Linked DNA regions of Mus musculus: regions 1, 2, 4, 5 and 6 are each linked to region 3. A link is a contact called in public Hi-C, HiChIP or PLAC-seq and promoter capture Hi-C data. All regions are on one chromosome and are shown on one strand. The core of a region is the stretch at or near the end of the contact, and the rest is flanking DNA. Distances in the headings are between cores, read along the strand shown. Region 1 holds the start of Cpne9 (copine family member IX). Region 2 holds the start of Jagn1 (jagunal homolog 1). Region 3 holds the start of Sec13 (SEC13 homolog, nuclear pore and COPII coat complex component). Region 4 holds the start of Rpusd3 (RNA pseudouridylate synthase domain containing 3). Region 5 has its middle 36 kb from the start of Gm36023. Region 6 holds the start of Il17rc (interleukin 17 receptor C).

Evidence for each region. Promoter capture Hi-C pulls out the DNA fragments that hold promoters and counts their contacts. HiChIP or PLAC-seq counts read pairs in DNA pulled down with a chosen protein or histone mark. Hi-C and Micro-C count contacts between places; a contact is called where the count stands out from the background. Capture Hi-C pulls out chosen DNA fragments and counts their contacts.
Region 1: a contact with region 3 is called in a promoter capture Hi-C map of liver, with 2.6 times the contacts expected there. The contact joins the promoter of Cpne9 here to the promoter of Sec13 in region 3. A contact is called at or near these places in 6 of 39 promoter capture datasets (embryonic stem cells, hematopoietic stem and progenitor cells, hippocampal neurons and 2 more), 1 of 115 datasets of contacts at active chromatin or transcription factors (embryonic stem cells) and 1 of 9 other capture datasets (embryonic stem cells).
Region 2: a contact with region 3 is called in a CTCF HiChIP or PLAC-seq map of the NIH/3T3 cell line, with 12 read pairs. The contact joins the promoter of Jagn1 here to the promoter of Sec13 in region 3. A contact is called at or near these places in 13 of 39 promoter capture datasets (the 3T3-L1 cell line, 3T3-L1-derived adipocytes, the HPC-7 cell line and 7 more), 2 of 15 datasets of contacts at CTCF or cohesin (the NIH/3T3 cell line and embryonic stem cells), 19 of 484 Hi-C or Micro-C datasets (the Ba/F3 cell line, CD4 T cells, CD8 T cells and 11 more), 13 of 115 datasets of contacts at active chromatin or transcription factors (the SCID.adh cell line, T-cell acute lymphoblastic leukemia, bone marrow-derived macrophages and 5 more) and 3 of 9 other capture datasets (adipose tissue, embryonic stem cells and liver).
Region 4: a promoter capture Hi-C map of liver shows a contact between it and region 3. The contact joins the promoter of Rpusd3 here to the promoter of Sec13 in region 3. A contact is called at or near these places in 6 of 39 promoter capture datasets (embryonic stem cells, hippocampal neurons, liver and 3 more), 4 of 115 datasets of contacts at active chromatin or transcription factors (the SCID.adh cell line, effector CD8 T cells, memory CD8 T cells and 1 more) and 4 of 9 other capture datasets (adipose tissue, embryonic stem cells, liver and 1 more).
Region 5: a contact with region 3 is called in a Hi-C map of cerebral cortex, with 2.4 times the contacts expected there. The contact joins the enhancer-like site here to the promoter of Sec13 in region 3. A contact is called at or near these places in 11 of 39 promoter capture datasets (the 3T3-L1 cell line, 3T3-L1-derived adipocytes, embryonic stem cells and 4 more), 9 of 484 Hi-C or Micro-C datasets (LSK cells, bone marrow-derived macrophages, cerebral cortex and 4 more), 17 of 115 datasets of contacts at active chromatin or transcription factors (SST interneurons, VIP interneurons, bone marrow-derived macrophages and 10 more) and 4 of 9 other capture datasets (adipose tissue, embryonic stem cells, liver and 1 more).
Region 6: a promoter capture Hi-C map of embryonic stem cells shows a contact between it and region 3, with 3 times the contacts expected there. The contact joins the promoter of Il17rc here to the promoter of Sec13 in region 3. A contact is called at or near these places in 12 of 39 promoter capture datasets (the 3T3-L1 cell line, the SN4741 cell line, embryonic stem cells and 8 more), 4 of 484 Hi-C or Micro-C datasets (CD4 T cells, forebrain, natural killer cells and 1 more), 5 of 115 datasets of contacts at active chromatin or transcription factors (bone marrow-derived macrophages, craniofacial prominence, effector CD8 T cells and 2 more) and 2 of 9 other capture datasets (adipose tissue and liver).

Annotation. Positions count from the first base shown.
Region 1 is chr6:113,280,967-113,283,666 of GRCm38.p6, reverse strand. Cpne9 (copine family member IX) reads right to left here and starts at 1,360. Exons shown (of 21, transcript NM_170673.3): 1 at 1,126-1,360; 2 at 580-620; 3 at 425-471; 4 at 214-317. The coding sequence starts at 1,193. Mtmr14 (myotubularin related protein 14) reads right to left here. Exons shown (of 19, transcript NM_026849.2): 19 at 2,275-2,700.
Region 2 is chr6:113,441,263-113,443,962 of GRCm38.p6, reverse strand. It overlaps Jagn1 (jagunal homolog 1), which reads right to left and starts at 1,394. Exons shown (of 2, transcript NM_026365.3): 1 at 1,166-1,394. The coding sequence starts at 1,254.
Region 3 is chr6:113,739,370-113,742,069 of GRCm38.p6, reverse strand. It overlaps Sec13 (SEC13 homolog, nuclear pore and COPII coat complex component), which reads left to right and starts at 1,389. Exons shown (of 9, transcript NM_024206.4): 1 at 1,389-1,425. The coding sequence starts at 1,423.
Region 4 is chr6:113,417,992-113,420,691 of GRCm38.p6, reverse strand. Rpusd3 (RNA pseudouridylate synthase domain containing 3) reads left to right here and starts at 1,352. Exons shown (of 9, transcript NM_001033204.1): 1 at 1,352-1,474; 2 at 1,743-1,882; 3 at 2,617-2,661. The coding sequence starts at 1,374.
Region 5 is chr6:114,056,891-114,059,590 of GRCm38.p6, reverse strand. No RefSeq gene overlaps it. Among named protein-coding and RNA genes, the nearest start is that of Gm36023, 36 kb to the left of the region's middle. Within about 2 kb of position 1,425, at least 16 of the 459 cell types and tissues checked have an H3K27ac peak or open chromatin away from gene starts, as enhancers often do. A contact at or near this core is called in SST interneurons, cerebral cortex and cortical neurons, where this site is marked.
Region 6 is chr6:113,470,003-113,472,779 of GRCm38.p6, reverse strand. Il17rc (interleukin 17 receptor C) reads right to left here and starts at 1,325. Exons shown (of 18, transcript NM_178942.1): 1 at 993-1,325; 2 at 688-709; 3 at 397-549; 4 at 91-153; 5 at 1-2. The coding sequence starts at 1,097. It overlaps Il17re (interleukin 17 receptor E), which reads right to left. Exons shown (of 15, transcript NM_145826.6): 15 at 2,022-2,777. The coding sequence ends at 2,637.

The DNA of each region.
Region 1 (2,700 bases), core at 111-2,610, 460 kb after region 3:
GGAACTGGATGGATTCTGCATAAGGAGGCGCCAACTTGGGTGTGGGGGGCGGGGTTAAGAACAGTGAAGCCTTAGAAGGACCTGGGCTAGGGGGAGGAGCCAGGTAGCAAGGTGAAGTGGGGGCGAGACCAGGCAGAATTCTGGCTGATCCAGGTTGGGGGGTGGTGGTGGAGGGGGGTGGAGGGTAAGACAGGATTCTAGGAGGAGCCTCACACATCGAAGCGGAGATTTTGCTTTTCCTCAAAGAAATAGTCGAGAACGAATTTGCGCACGAAGTCTGGATTCAGTGTGTTGTCAATCACCTCGGTTCGTCCGAACTGGGCAGCAGGGAGGGGTGGGAGGACGGAGCATGAACGCAAGGCGTGCAGTCGGGCTAGAGGTTCCCGGGAGCGGCCCTGAGCTGGGCTGGGGCTCGGGGACTCACCTCCCGCCACTCCTGGCTGGCCCGGCTCTGCGTGTGAAGCACCACCACTGCGGGTGAGGGCAGGGGAGGGGAGCTCGTCAGGTCGGCCCGCACCCCTCACCGCCCCACCCGCTCCTACACCCCGGGTTCCTCCTCCAGGCCCTGGAGCTGCTTACTGGGGTCCGACTTGGAGAATGTATCCAGGTCTAGCAGATTCCTAGAGAAAAGCATCAAACAGATGGACAGAGGGCTAGCTCATTCTGGCGCTCACCACCTTGACACAGTCCTGAACTGACTGGGCACCTGGAGGAGACGTGGGGTGCAAATTGTATTCCCTCCTTATTACTATTCCCAGTGACTGTTGGGGTCCACACTGCCAACATTCAGGACAACATCAGACATCTCTGACAAATGGCTCTATATGTGCCCGCACTGTCTCCAAGGGTCCAGGACTACGGCTCGCCCCAGAACTTTGGTCCCTTGTGGCCCAGCTCTTCAGCGATTCCCATAGCCCACCTTTTGAGCCGGTAGGCTTGGGTGGGGCTGCCCAGGGAGACCCCCTTTTTCATCCTGCCAGTGACTCCAGCCTTCAGCCTCAGTTCTCTGTTGCTCGCTCCTGGTCGTCCCCTCTGTGGTCTAGCCCCCTGCCCACACTGAACCCGCAGCTGCGGTAGGCTGGGGAATTGCCAGTACTTAAACCCTCCCCAGCGCGGCCCGCTCACCGGCACGACACAGTAATTTCAATCTTGGTGGCCGGGACGCTACGCTCCGAGGCTCCGCTGAGAGACATGACTGGTCCAATGGCCAAAGCCGCGTAGGGGCTGCGAGACCCCGGGTGCCGAAGCTAGGGGCGGTGGCGAGGCCGGCCCATGTGCGGAGGCAGCGGCTCTCTCCAGCCTTGTGTGCGCTCCGCTGCTCGCGCCCTGACAGTGGCCACCAGCAGCAGCGGCTCCAGATGGCAGCACAGCCCCGCCCGGCCCTGCAGGCGGCCCCCGCCCCATTGGAGCAGCCTGGAGCTAGTCGGGGAAACTCACTCAAACCCCAACTCTGGCCCACACATCCTCTGGAAACACCAGAGCAATGAAAACCTTAGAACTATCCATGGTCCTGAAATATTGGGCTGGCAGGTGGGAGTTGGTAGCCAATTCTGAGCAGCGCTCATCTTTCCCGACCCATCTTGATCTCTGGATATGAAGTTACATTTCCCCCTTAATATTTGTGTGGCCTTGAGCAAGTTACTCAATATTAGTGGTTATGGCCCTAGTGGCAGCTACTGGCATACTTTAAGATAGGCTTAGTGACCTCTGGGTATTCACATTGATGGCCTATTAGGTCAGGGCTCTGGGGAACAGTTCATTGGCACAGCACCTGGTCTACTATATGCAAAGGCCTAGGGCCCATCCTCAGTACAGGGTGCGAGAGGAGGATCAATGAATGGTGAAGAGCTCTGAATCAAGCAGCCCCCTCCCTGTGCCGTGTCCACTGCTGCCTCCACAGCCCAGAAGCCTGCCCCTCTATTGGCTCAGGTCTCCTATCCCAGAGCACTGTCGCTTCAGGGTTTAACTAAAGATGAAAGCCGCCGGGCGTGGTGTTGCACGCCTTTAATCCCAGCACTTGGGAGGCAGAGGCAGGCGGATTTCTGAGATTGAGGCCAGCCTGATCTACAGAGTGAGTTCCAGGACAGCCAGGGCTACACAGAGAAACCCTTCTCGAAGAAAAAAAAAGCAAGCCAGTGAGGATATGCAGAACTTGCACAGAACAGGTAGTTGTGGTCGAACCCACTCAGCTGCTGACCTCTCCTTCCAACCCAGTCTCACGGGTTTATATGCCACTCCTCGTGGCTTACGCTGACTGATGGGGACTGAGAATTTGACTTGGTGGTAGAGCATTTATTTGCTTATAAACACAAGCCCGGGTTTCTTTCCCCAGCAAAGAAGGAACAGAGATAAATCCTACTTCGTAACTCCCCCAAACTCCAACCCTTCATTCAGCACGAGGCCAGGCAGTGAAGATTCCGAGCAGCTCAACGACGGTCACAACCGGATGAAATGCTAATGAAAAGCCATTCAAAAAACTTGCTTTTATTTTGTGATTAGTGTGAAATTGCCTCATTTTCAGTGCAGGTGATTCTCCTTCCCAGGAAACAAAAATTGCAGAATGGGGTTTTGCTGACATTATAATCTCCATGAGGCCCTGGGAACGCCCCTGTACCCTCCAACACAATTCTGAGAGTTGACAGTAATCTGAACACCAGGGTCAGTGGAAGGCAGTGAGTGGCGAGAGTGGTCACCAGTCAG
Region 2 (2,700 bases), core at 145-2,644, 300 kb after region 3:
TTCATGTGACATCTTCCATAAAGATAGGGTCTACAGGTGGTGTCACACGCCTTTAATCTTATCAGGCAGAGGTAGGTGGGTCTCTGAGTTTGATGCCAGCCTGGTCTACAAAGTGAGTTCCAAGAAAGCCTGGAATTACAAGGAGAAACCCCATCTCGAAAAACCACTAAAGGAAGGACAGAGGCAGGTGAGGGAAAGAAAGACTCAGTGCAGAACACAATACAGACAGGATGGATAGATAGCCTGTAAGAGTTTATCAAACAAATAAAGGAACGTAGAAAGATCTCCTTATATGGACGTATTCCTAAACCTCAGGATGGACAGGGTCACCTTTTACCACCCACATCCAGACAGCCCCAAGTTTAGCAGCCACCACACTCCTATGCTGTGCCTTTACACAAACGACTTGCTAATTCCTCACCAAAACCTAAAAATCATGAAATTTTCTCCCTCTAAAAATGTGAAAACTGAGACTCCAATTGGAAATAACCCGAGTTGGAGCTGGAGAGTAGGCTCGCTGCAGTGGAGGCGGTTTGGGTTCATGAACCACAACTCTAGCTTCCAAAATCACTTCTGACGTGTGGTTAGAGACATGGCTTGCCACCTTTCTGGGCTTGGCTCTCAGCACCAACCTCGGGTAGACTCCAAATGCCATGTGTAACTCCAGCTCCAACGCCCTCTACTGGATTCTGCGAGCAGTTGCTCTCACGTGCACAAATACACACACACACACACACACACACGAAATTAAAAATAAAAATCTTTAAAAATGTTAAGGAGTTCTCAGGCCAAGTGCATCCCTGAAAAGCCAGAAGCACTCAGGAGACTAAAGAGAAGGCTGTGAGTTCGAGATCAGCCTGGACGCTACCGTGGGATCTAGACTTGAAAAAGAAAAGTGGCAGTGGCGTTCCCAAGGTCACCCAGGGGGCCAGCACCGAACCACGAGCCTGTGCAGGCTGGATCCCCTCAAAGAATAAGTCGGACCAAGGTGGGCCACGGGGTTTCCCCGGCCTGGAAACAGAGCAGAGGTCGTTAGAGCAGGGGACCTGGCGGGTACACGACAACTGGCTGGGGGGCGACAGCGTGAGGACCACTGGCGTCGCTTCTTCCCAGGATCTGCAGGCTCCGCCGGGAAAGGCCTCGGTACGCCTGGCTCACCTCGTACCTCATCTGGTAGTGCATGGCGACGCGCTCCCGGTGCTGAAAGTCGCTGCCGTCGGTGCCGGCCGCTCGCGGGCCTGCCCGAGACGCCATTGTACAGAACTAAGGCCCCTAACGCCGACCCTCTGCTCACACACCCAGCCAAGCACCCTGCGAACCCCTTCCCTGCTACCTCGGCCCGGCTTTCACTACACGGCGTGGAGCTCCGGGAGAACTTCCGGCCTCTCTATCCTGGGAGGACTGACTCTGTGGTTCCTTCTTCGCGCATGCGTTCTTGGCCTTTCTGAGGTTCTTTGCCAGAGTAGAGCGATTGCGGAATTAACAGTCCCTAGAAATGGTTCACTGACCTGCCCAGAGATCCCATCGTGCAGAACCGAACCCCAGGCCGCTGATGCCGAGCAACCAAGCCCCCAGCAAACCCCTTTTAACTTCATTTAAAGCATTTAAAATAATTACTTGTGTATGGGTGTTTTGTCTGTCTGTCTATGCACCACGTGTGGTTTTTGTGCCTGCAGAGGCTGGAAGAGGACATAGGATAGATTTGCTAGCTATACTGTGAGTGCTGGGATTTAAACCTAGTTCTATTGACCTCTTAACGGCTGACCCAGACCTTAAGTTGTAATTCTTGAGACAGGGCTTCATGTGCTTCATGCTGGCCTCGAACTCTTGACGGTCTTTTTTGCTTCAATCTCCCAAGGCGTGATTATAGTCTTAAACCATACCTAACTAGACTTGGCATCTTTGCCCAGTGGCTTGTTGCACATCTATATTTCCTGAAGCTCCACACAACCTTGGGGTTAGGGTCCAGAGCAAAGACGTTATACAACGAAAAGTATAGGGTGGTCAATGCTGAGAGGCGTCACTCAGAGGCTGAAGCAGTAAAGAGGCATCTCTTCCTCCCTGCAATGCTCTCCATAGTCTGAGACCCTGCGTCCTGAGGGCTAACTGGAACAAAGATGGCTGTGAATATTTGTAATCTCCTCAACGTGAAAGGTGGAGGCAGGAACAGGAGGAGTTCATTGAGGCCAGCCTGGCCTGTGTTGAACGTTTGCCAATAAATTAATTAAATAATTAATAACTGGAGAGTTATTAACAGTGGTTAAGAGTACCTACTGTTTTTGCTAAGGACCCAGATTGTTTGTTTTATTGAGACAGAGTCTCACTATGTCCTGGCATTTGCTATGTGGGTAGCCTTGAACTCACAGAGTGTTCTCCTTGCCGGATGTGTTATACAGCGAATGCATGTCGGGTGCCAGGGGAAGTCAGGAGAGGCCGTCAAACCCCCAAATGCCCTGGAACTGGAGCGCTTGTTGTGAGCTACCATGCAGGCTCTGGAAATCCAACTCAGGTCCTTTTCAAGAACAATCGCTCTTAGCCACTGATCCATCTCACCACCCCTTTGGGGTTTGGCTCCCAACACCTACAGCTCACAACTCACTGAAACTCCAGTTCCAGAGTCTCTAGCACCCTCTTCTGGCCTAGGTGGGCACTGCATTCATACTGTATACAGACCTACACGCAGGTCAAATACCCAAACAC
Region 3 (2,700 bases), core at 140-2,639:
CCTGTAAAAGTTCTCCATTGGAGGAGGAAAGAGATCTCAAAGGCACTGTGGTGGTGATAGTGACAGCCAGGGGTGAGGGCGGTGTCATGATATAAGGCTGCCACTCTCCAGGCCCCTCTCCAAAAAGCCTTCACACTCCTTGAGTCTTGGCATCTTGCTGGTAGCTATCTTCAGCCAAGGTATTCAATCCCAGTTTCAACATACGACCAGAAAGATTTTTTTTTTCAAGACAGGGTTTCTCTGTAGAGCCCTGGCTGTCCTGGAACTCACTCTGTAGACCAGGCTGGCCTTCAATTCAGAAATCTGCCTGCTTCTGCCTCCCAAGTGCTGGGATTAAAGGCATGCGCCACCACTGCCCAGCAAAGGATTTAGCTAATGGGAGTGGAGGTTCTACTCTGGGCCACTTGGCTTCTAAGTGTGGTGGGGAAATGTGACCACGTGCATCTGAGGAGCTGCCCTGGGGCTCTGTGTTCCCCTTTCAGTGCTGTGTAAGCACCAAAGCTAAAAACAAGAGTTTGGGGAGGTTCCAGTTGTTCTCCCTTGAAACAGTCAGACTCCCAGGGACTTGAGACTCTCTGCTTGCCATCCCTTAAGAAAGCTGGTGCATTTTTGTATACTATCATATCAACTAACAATGAAGCTTTGACTTCTTCCGTTTCAATTTGTATCCCCTTGATCTCATTTAATTGTCTTTTTGTTCTAGGTAGAACTTCAAGTACTATGTTGAATAGATAGTGAGAGAGTGGTCAGCCTTGTCTTGTCCCTGAATTTAGTGGAATTGCTTTATCCATCAACGTAATTTACCATATAAACAAACTGAAAAAAGCCCACATGATCATCTCATTAGATGATGAAAAAGCCCTTAACAATATCCAATACCCCTTCATGTTAAAAGTCTTAAAGGGATTATGGATACAAGGACCATACCTAAACATAATAAGGCAATATACAGCAAGCCAATAGTCAACATCAAATTAAATGGAAAGAAACTTAAGCAAGACCTAACAAAGCACTAGCCCAGTCTACTTGAGAAATTAACCTCTACGATGGTCATGATAAGCCAGTGGGACCCGGAACCCGCAGAAAAGGAGAGTGAAGCTATAATGACTAGTCATTTTATGTATGCATCTCAGGAACCAGAAAAAACTTAGTCTAAATAAAAAACCTGCTAGCGACGGCTTCAAATCATAAAATCCCTGGATTAGGGTCGCCACAGCAACCAGAGCCCAACAGTAGCCAAGATAAAGGCAGAACTGCAGGAGGGCGGGGCCGAGGATCCAGAAGACGCGGAACCTTTGTGTGAGTCGAGTGTGTTGCTGACCGGAAGATCCTGGGTGACAGCCTGCCGGCTGCGGGCCGGCACCGGAAGTGAAGCGTTTTGAGCTGCCACGTCCGAGGCCGTGGGTCGCCGCTGCTGCAGCTATGGTAAGTGTCGCGATCCCTGCGATAGTCGTGGCTTTGAGACAGACCACCTCTACGTCCTCAAAGTTTGCTTGTCCTGCCTCTCTCTGGGTCTCGGAGCGGGAATTTAAGGCAAGGCCACTGGGCCTTCCGGAACTCATAGGCCCGGGCTGCGAGCCCACCTCCTGCCCGTCTCGTGTCTTGTCCTCCAGAATTGGAAAAACAGCCAAAGCTATCATAGGATCTACTGCCTGACAAGCCCTTAGTGCGTTCCCACGATCGCTCACATCCTCTGCCTGCGCGTAGCCTGCGGAGCAGATGCTACTATCATCAACACTTGGGCTAGGCAGTGGCAAGCTAAGATCCAAATTCTCCTCATCATTCGCCCTGCCACCCACTACCTCAGCAAAGGAGGTGGAGGGATCAGTTGCTTGGACACAGGACTCCCATGTGTGATGGTCCCTTCGGGAAACTGATGACAGGCCTAGCTGAGTGACTCCAGGGCATCGTCTCAGCTTTTTATTTCTGTTTCTTATTTTTGAATTTACATGGCCTCTGTGGTATGTCTTTCACCGCACCCCACTCCGTATAATACTAAGGGAATGAAACTCTGGAAGTCTTAGACCCTGGTTGGCGCAGCGGTGCAAGGAGCTGCCTCCTTCTGTTGGCCTTTGGCTCTTTTGTTGCCAAGTTGGAGACTCATACACAGGTTCATTCTAAGTTTGTACCTGGTGTGATTCTGATGAGCTGAACTGTTTTGAGTGCAGCTTCTTACTGTGTTCCAGCAAGCGCATAAGTGTCCTTATAAGATGCTCCGGAGGACTGCTCCAAGAGCTTTAAAATACATAGCATCCCAAAGTGTGGATCATAACCCATGGCTGCTGGTTAAGAATGGTCATAAGGATGCCAGCTTTCCAAAGTCCTGTGGGTCACCAATAGAAAATTACTTTTCCTTGAGCCAGTTGGGATTGTGGGGAATTCTTGGTCACATCACCCACCTTATATTGGTGTGTGTTGGGGGAGGGGGTTAGAGGATTAGTAGATAAGATTGTTGCCAGCAGTGTGGTTTTGGTAAGGGTGTTTTCTTCACTGCCACCTTAAATTGATTAGTTTTTCTGTTGACTATAATTGATTGCTCCTGGTGCCTCTCCAATGCTCACGGGAAAATGTCATTGTCTCCAGGCAGGTGCTGCTCCTCTTTCTCTAATCTTTGCCGACACTTTTCAGAGCATTTAAGATTCTCAAGGAAACACACTTACTTATTCAGTGTGTGCCTTCTGAATGCCTTGCCGCCGTACT
Region 4 (2,700 bases), core at 103-2,602, 320 kb after region 3:
TGTGTGCCACTATACCCCACTGCTTTTTAAAAAGAGACACTTTCGCCAGGCCTGGTGGCACATGCCTTTAATCCCAGCACTTGGGAGGCAGAGGCAGGCGGATTTCTGAGTTCGAAGCCAGTCTAATCTGGTCTACAAAGTGAGTTCCAGAACAGCCAGGGATATACAGAGAAACCCTGTCTCGAAAAACAAAACAAACAAACAAAAAGAGACTTTCTTTTTATTTTCAGTCATTATTTCTATTTCACTGTTTTTATTATGCGCATAAAATTGTTACTATCTTTTGTATTTTTTTTTGAGACAGGGTTATGTAGACCGATACTGGAATTAAAGGTCTGGTCTATTTTATTGCTAATTATGTACATATGTCTGTGTGTTTGGACAGGTGTTAAAGGAGGTTTTGAGTCCAAGGCTGTGGGTGCTGAAAACAACAGGCAATCCTGTTGTTTGTTCTGTTTTGTTTTGTTTTTTTGAGACAGGGTTTCTCTGTATAGCTCTGACTGTCCTGGAACTCATTTTGTAGCCCAGGCTGGCCTCGAACTCAGAAATCCGCCTGCCTCTGCATCCTGAGTGCTGGGATTAAAGGCGTGCACCACCATGCCCGGCAACAACAGGCAATCTTAACCAGTCTCCATTTTGTTTCATTTTACGCCCGTGTATTTTGTTTTTGAGACATACTGGCCAGGGTGGAACTCACAGCTTTCGTTTCTTTTTCTTTCTTTTTCTTTTTAGACTGGTTTTCTTTGTGTAGACCAGGCTTGTCTCAAACTCAGCTAACTACTTGCCTCTGTTCCAGGCATGCGCCACCACACCCAGCCTACCTTGATTTTCTTTTCATAGAGGGGCCTTGCGCATCTCCCAGGCTGGTCTCCAACCCAGTATCTGTGATCTTGTTCTTTGTGACCTACATACACGGTGCTGGGAATTGAACCCAGGACCTTGTGTAGCCTCTCTACCACCTGAGCCACAGCTTTGGGACCTTTTATGTCACAGGCTGTTACAATTTCAGACAGGTGTACTGACCGAAAGGCTGCATACCGGTCTTCACCTTTCTTCTCCCTCGGTTTTACAAGGGAGGGTTTCAGATTAAGGTTCCCCAAAATTGAAACGACAGTCTTCTCGACCCTTTTTATTCTAAGACACGTCCTCTACTTTGAGTAAATAACCCGCCTCGTGCCTCAGTTTTCCCAAAAGCCAGAACCCTAAATGGCACTTTTTCTTCTACAGGGGAGGCAAAGCCCGGATTCTCGCTCGTCTGAGCGCCCTCTGCCTTGATTGACAGCCTGCCTGACCAATCTACGCACGGAGGATGTACGGGAGGTGGGGTTGAGCTGTCCGTGGACACGCATGCGTACTGTGCTTGGTCCCCGGCAATGGGAGCCCTGAGAGTTTTGCGTTATGTCTCTATGATCTGGCGGCCGGAGCTGGGGTCTTGCGCACGGCAGAGGGATGCCGGCTTCGGCACCGAGGCCCGGTGATTATAACACTCCACTTCCGTGTATGGGGAGAGACTAGATCAAGGAGAGGGCAGGCATGAAATTCAGATCAGTACTTGGTTCTAAGCCGGACTATGTTGTGAGACCCGGCACTAGGTCATTGGACCTTTGAGCCTTGGTGCCTCTTTGGTAAAGTCTTGGGGGGTAGGTGGACTCCTGTCTGCTGAGCCCGGGAGTTCTAAGAAGAGGCTGGACTAGGCAGGGTGAGCAAGGGAGGGAGGTACAGGCTTCTACCATGTTTCTCAGGCGTCCGTCTCAACCTCACCGCTCCAGCAAGCACAAGGACCTAGTCGAGGACCAGCCCTTCCCGGGGCTGCTGAGGACGGAGAACCTCGGCCTGGAGGAGCTGGCTCATGTCCTGAGGGCAGCTGTGGTGGATCAGAAAGGTGAGGGGAGCCTGCTGCTCCTGTGCCTCCCCTGTTGCTGCAGGAGCCAGGCCAGCAGTCACATTCTTCCTAGCCTCACCATCACGAGGAGAGGTGTATACCTCACTCCTCCCTGTGTTCTGAGAGCAGCTGTAACAGAAGTTAACTATCAGAAAAAGCTTTGGGGTTAGTTATAGCTGGCCTCTGTAAGCGGCATGCCTCTTGGTTTCATAAGAGGGCTAGATGGCTGCTCTTGCAGAGAGGACCAGCAGTCAGCACCCACATGTTGCTTCACGACTGTATGTTCATGTAGCAGTGAGGGGCTTCACAGTTCTGGGATAAATATGGCCCCTGCCTTGCGAGATCCAGCGTCCTAATGTGAGAATTACTGAGCAATCGCTGCTGGCGTGGTAACCACACTTGTAATTCCAGAACTTGGGAGGTAGAGGCAAGGAGAATCAGGAGTTCAGGACCAGACTTAGCTGTGTAGTGAATTTGAGGCTGACTTGGTGTTTGAGCCCCCCTCCACCCGCAACAGTCAAGGACTGTAGGAGGGGCACACATTATACTGAGGTATGTTGGAGCCAATGGGAATGGAAGCCTGGAACTGCAGGTATGAAGGCTCCGAGGTACAGGGATTAGGAAGTGCTATTTAAAGTGGGGTTGGATTGTATAACCCCCACCCCCAACCCCACCCCCGAGGCTGCATGCAGACATGCTTCCCTGCTTTTGCTGACATCCATGAACTGTTTCAGGACCTCTGGTGACACTGAACAAGCCACAGGGTCTGCCTGTGACAGGTATGGGCATGGGCAGGGAGGAGGGCAAGGCTGGGGTAG
Region 5 (2,700 bases), core at 176-2,675, 320 kb before region 3:
AAGCGCTTTCCTCACAAGCATGAGGACATGAATTCAACTCCCAGAACCCACACGTTAGGCGTGATGGTGAATTCTTAAGCCCCAGCCCTGGGGAGGCAGACAGGAAGATCCATGGAGCTCACTGGCCAGGCAGTCTAGTCTCATTGGTGGGCTTCAGGCCAATGAGACACCCTGTCTCAAATAAGGTGGACAATGTTTCTAAGGATGATTCCCTTGGCAGTCCTCCAATCCCCACCACAGGCTCACACTCATGCACTTTGACACACATATGAACATACACACATGTACTCATAAGAACATGAATCGTAGTAACTCTAAGGAGCAGACAAGTAAGTCGAAGTTCAGTGTGGATGGCCCCTGCCTAAGGTCAGAGGGCCAGCAGCGGCAAAAGGCAACCCAGAAGAGAAGCCCTGTTTTCTCTCACCAACCTCCGGGCTCTCACAGAGCTCCAAAGAGCTGAAGTCGCTGCTTTTGTCAGGGAAGGGGTAGGGCCTGGCATGGTGCAGAAAAACTAGGGTAGGGACTGAAAGGGGAAAGGGTCACAGGCTGGCCTTGGCCAGAGGGAGCCCAGTGCCTGCAGTCTTCAAAGGAAGGCTTCACTGTGCTGAGAAAAAGCACCACAGAGGTGACCAGAGGTGAAAGGCAGGAAAAAGTAGAAATGAGAACTAATCATAACTCCATAACAGAATGTGTGCTTAGAACATGCCAGGCCCTGGGTTCACTCTCAACAGTTCCCTAGATAGATACAAACTACAAACATCCATGCATATGTACACACCGTGCCTTGATTTATTGGCTACTTGCTGCACAAGCCCCTGGACCCTCCATCAAGTCACTTGGGGCTTCGTCTCCTTTTGGTGAGATGAGGACTTCCCCCACCCTCCCTACCCTGAGTTCTCAGGTTATTTTTGAAACGAACATTTTTCTCCACCCCGCGGAGAACTCATTATTCAGAGCTCTTTTTTCTCCCATCATCTTCTTTTTTAGTAGAGTTGAATCCTAGAGGGGATAATAAATATGTATACATACAGTCAGGAGCCAGGCAGAGAGAAAGAGGTAGAAGCAGGCTGTCAACAAACCAGCCCAGGAAATGCTACGGACTGCACAGTGGTCCCTGGGGGAGCAGCCAGCCTTCACCGTGTCTGTAGGAGAGTTTGCCTGGACAGGGTCGTGGAGAAACATCAGCGGCCAGTCTCTTCTGCCCATGAGAGCATTCCCTTCTGTGCACACTCCATGGCTGCCTGCCTGGCCTTGGCTCCCCCTTTGCCCTAATTCTGCCCCATTTCCCTTCCCTGGGACAATCCACAGGGGCACTTGTTCAATTGCATTTCCTACTCAGCCCCTGAAAAGTAGGTCACAGATTTGTCTCGCAGAACCTGGAGCGTCAGGACTGCTGCATCAGGTCGTAGGTGGCAGCTACCTTGGGGGAAGCGTGGGAACCGGGAGGACGGCTTCAGTGCAAGCCTGTCTTGCAGAGGGATGCAGCACTGAGTTGCCCAAGCTCTCCCAGAAAGTCATCTTTGTCGCTCTGATTACTGGGAGCCCACCCATGGCTTTCTGTCACCTGGGCGATGGACCCAGACACCCTCTGAACTCCAAAGCCTGAGGTGTTCTGGCCTCTACTGCTCATTCTGCATATGCTTCCTGCTCCAAAGGCAAGGATGTCTCTGGCCCCTCCACACCCTTCCCTTCCCGCACACTACATTTGCTCTTCTGTGCCTGGCACCAGACTCTCCTTTCCTCCCACACCCTTCACAAGGCATACATGCATGCACACGCATGTGCCTCCACACACAGTGCTATAGGGCTTTAGGACAGACAGTAGTGTCCTCAGATTCCTTATTAAAAGCCTCACACCTGAGATGAAGGTGTTGGAAAGTAGAGCCCTGGGGAGGTGACAAGTCATGGGGAGAAGCCCTCACAAATGGGATTAGTGCTCTTAGGACAGAGATTCCAGGAGGTCCCTTTGCCTCTCCTGCCTTGTTAGAAAGCAGCAAAAATGATAATCATGAACCAGGAAGTAGGACATCCAATACCAAATCTGCAGATGCCTTGTCCTTGGACCGCCAGCCTCCAGAAGTGTAGGCAGAAAAATCTCTGTTGATTTTAAGCTGCCTAGACTAAGACATATGTGCTTCCTGAAAGTGAGCACATACAAGCACATGGGTACACACACAAAACATAGGAAACATGTATGTGCACACATATGTGTGTACACATATATACAAACACATTCACATATATGTACACACATGCACATACCTGAAAACAAGCCCTCATATGCAAACACATGCATACACACATACAGGAACACAAAAACATGCATGTATGCACTCGTTCCTGCTTTTACACACACAATCACAAACAGATATGCACATGAACCTGCAGACAGACACACACATGTAAATGTACCCGAGCACACATGAACACACATGCATACCTACACATGTGCACAAACATCCACCAGCAAACAGAAGCATGTGTATACAAACACACACATACAATAGCACATGAATGCATACATGTACATACACAGATACATGTGTGTACAGGTACATGCAAATGTGTGGCACATATTCATGTATGCACCCAAATGTGTGCAAATACATATACATGCACATACTTACCCATATACACACCATAGCTCTCCCTTGGACACTCAGTTCTGGCTTCTACACACACCTGAAAATTTCCCAACAT
Region 6 (2,777 bases), core at 76-2,575, 270 kb after region 3:
GGCTGAGAGCAACAAGCAGGGGTCAGCCAGGCCATGGGCCACGGGAAAGACCCTGACTAGAAGCAGTAGTTGGGCCAGCTGGCTCCTCACCGTTCCTAGACTCCTGGAGTTCTGAATCAGACTTTCCAGCTTCTTCAGGCTCTGCCCAGTGCCCTGCAAGAAGCAGAGAAGAGAGCAAAGCCCAAGTCGGGCATCTGCTCTGGGCTGGTTCGGGCTTAGATTCCCTTGCATAGATGCCATGGCGCATAAGCAGAGGCCTGGGGGAGAGCAGGCTGGCCTGGAGGTACCTGGACCAGTATCTTAGACATTGCAGATGTCCCCAGAGTCTGCAATCCTCATGCCTTCCCCAGACAGGCTTATGTGTGCACTCAGTTACGGGCGGGCTTCCTCACTTACCATGCACGGCCAAGTGGACCACCACACGGACACAGAGGGCGCAATCTGTCTTCTGTGGACACCTCAGCACCAGCTCCGTCTGCAGGCGGGTAGGCACTAGCACAGGGCCTGGGGCAGACTGGAGGCTTCCAGGCAGGCAGAGCACGTCACCATCTGGGTGTGAAGGGGTGGGGTGGAAGCTGGTTTGGTTTGTGATACCTGCAGAGGGCAGGGGAGCTTCCAGGCTGAGCGCCAGCAGTTGCTTCCCTTCAGCTCGCCTGGAAGTCATTCTTTTCAAGTAGCAATACTTACCCCAGAGGTGGCAGGAGAGGCCCTGGGAAGGAAGAAAAAGTCAATTCAATTCAAGCGCCTTTCCTTGCTTGACAGCCCCCTAGCCACTGCCTATCTCCTTCCAGCGCTCCTTGTCCTAAGCCCTTCCCTGAAGAAAAGACCAATTCTTGTCCCCTTTCCATCTTCTCTTCCCCCATCAGCACCAGACAGACCAGACAGGGCAGTTCTGATAGAGGCAGTGACAGGAGCCAGACTCGGGCTGTGATGAGGCAGAGACTGAACTCTAACTCTGAGCCTTTCCCAGCCTCCCATAGTCCCAGACTCACTAGAGAGCAGCGTGCAGTGTCCTGAGGCTCCATCAGTCTCTCCAGAGAGACGACCACAGGGTTTCGGCCCAGTGCCAAGGACAGCAGGAACCAGGACACAGGCATCTTCCAGGTGCCGGACAGCACCCAGGCCTGAGGCCCCGTCCTGCCCCCCCAAGGGGGGGCAGACCCCTCGCCCCTGCTGACAATCAGCCCCGTGTCCCTGGGAGAGAGCAAGGGCTAGAATTCCTCTCCAGCCATGCTTCCCCACTCCAGTGAGCCTGGACTCCAGGCCCAGTTTCAGCTGGAGTGCTTTCGATTTGGCTCCCAGCAGGCAGTGGCTGTTCCCGCCCCGCCCTGTCCCGTCCCTCCCACCAACTCCAGGCTTAGGAGCCAGCAGCTTTGGACCTGGGTGGTGGCTTCTCCTCCTCCTCCTTGGCTGGTACCTGGCTGGGAGGAGCCCTGGGAAGGCAGCACAGCTGGACTCACTACTGTGTAAAGGAACTCCTACCCCGGATCTCACCAAAAAACAAAGATTCTGATCGATCTGGTCAGAAAGACCCCAGGCTTGTGGCATGCCGGGTGTTTCCACTTCCTGTATGACCCTGGGATCCTAAGGTCCACTGGGTCCCCTCTTACTATGCTCAGGTTCTTCCCTGGGTCTCAGTGACAGTGACCCTCGTGAAACAGGAGCTCTGAAGACAACGGGCTGCTGTCAAAGGGCACCAGAAAGTGAGCTCCCCACTGCCTGGCCCAGGTTCAGGGGAGACGGAGGGGCAGTGAGGCCCGGGAGACCCCTTACTGGGCTGAGTTCTGTCGAGCTGTTGCTGGCACTGGAGGAGAGCGATGGCCATGCTGCCTAGCTTCCGGTTTTCCTTTGCTCTTGGAAGAATCATAGTGAGGAGAGGATCCAGGAGGCACTGGGTCCCCCTTGCCTTTCACAGGCAATGCTTGTGGGAATGAAAGGACTTGGGCTGGTGAGCTGTTCTAGAACAAGCTTAGGGCAGGCTTCCTGACTGGCCCAGGCACACAAGAGCAGCACACTGTTCCTTAATGTGTCTACTACGTTTGCTTTTATTCATCTCTCTTACCAATTGGGTGATGTAGGCTTCTAATCCTAGCACTCCGGAGACAGAGGCAGGTAGATAAACCTCTTTGTTCCAGGCCATCAAGGGCTACACAGTGGGCTTCAGTCTCAAACAAACAAACAAACAAATCAAACTACCTCTGGACGAGGCCTCCCTCTGGGGAAGGTGAGGGACTCCTGGCTGACGGGGTTTCTCTCAACTCTGCCGAGCAGAGCACCTCCCCCCGCCCCCACCCCCTTCAAGCGCTTGACACTTAGGCCCTGCTTTCCAATCCTGGCCTAGCCCTCCAGCCTGAACTGGAGTGCTCGATGCAGATGGTTGTCTTTTTTTTTTTTTTTTTTTTTTTCAGTTTTGAAAAGAAATGGAAAAATCGTCCCTCCTTCTCAGAAAGGGCTGAGGACCTATCAGGAAAGCCCAAGTTCCTCTCAGGAACTCTAAGAGGGAGCAAATGTGAGGGAGGTTGGTCAAGTGTGGGACTTAAGGTGAGTCTTACGGTTTGGGGGACAAGAAGCACCCCCAAAGAGTACATGTGTGAGGCCTCATTCTGGAGTTCCTGCTGTTGCTACACAGGCTGAGGCTACAGACAGCTGAAACCACAGGGACTATTGGTTGAGCCTTGGTAGTCATCTTTGGCAGCCTCAAGTTCCAGCAGGTGACACTGCTCCAGACGGTTTTTCAAGCACCGCTTAGCCCCAAGGTGACTCCAGCTGGAGGCTAG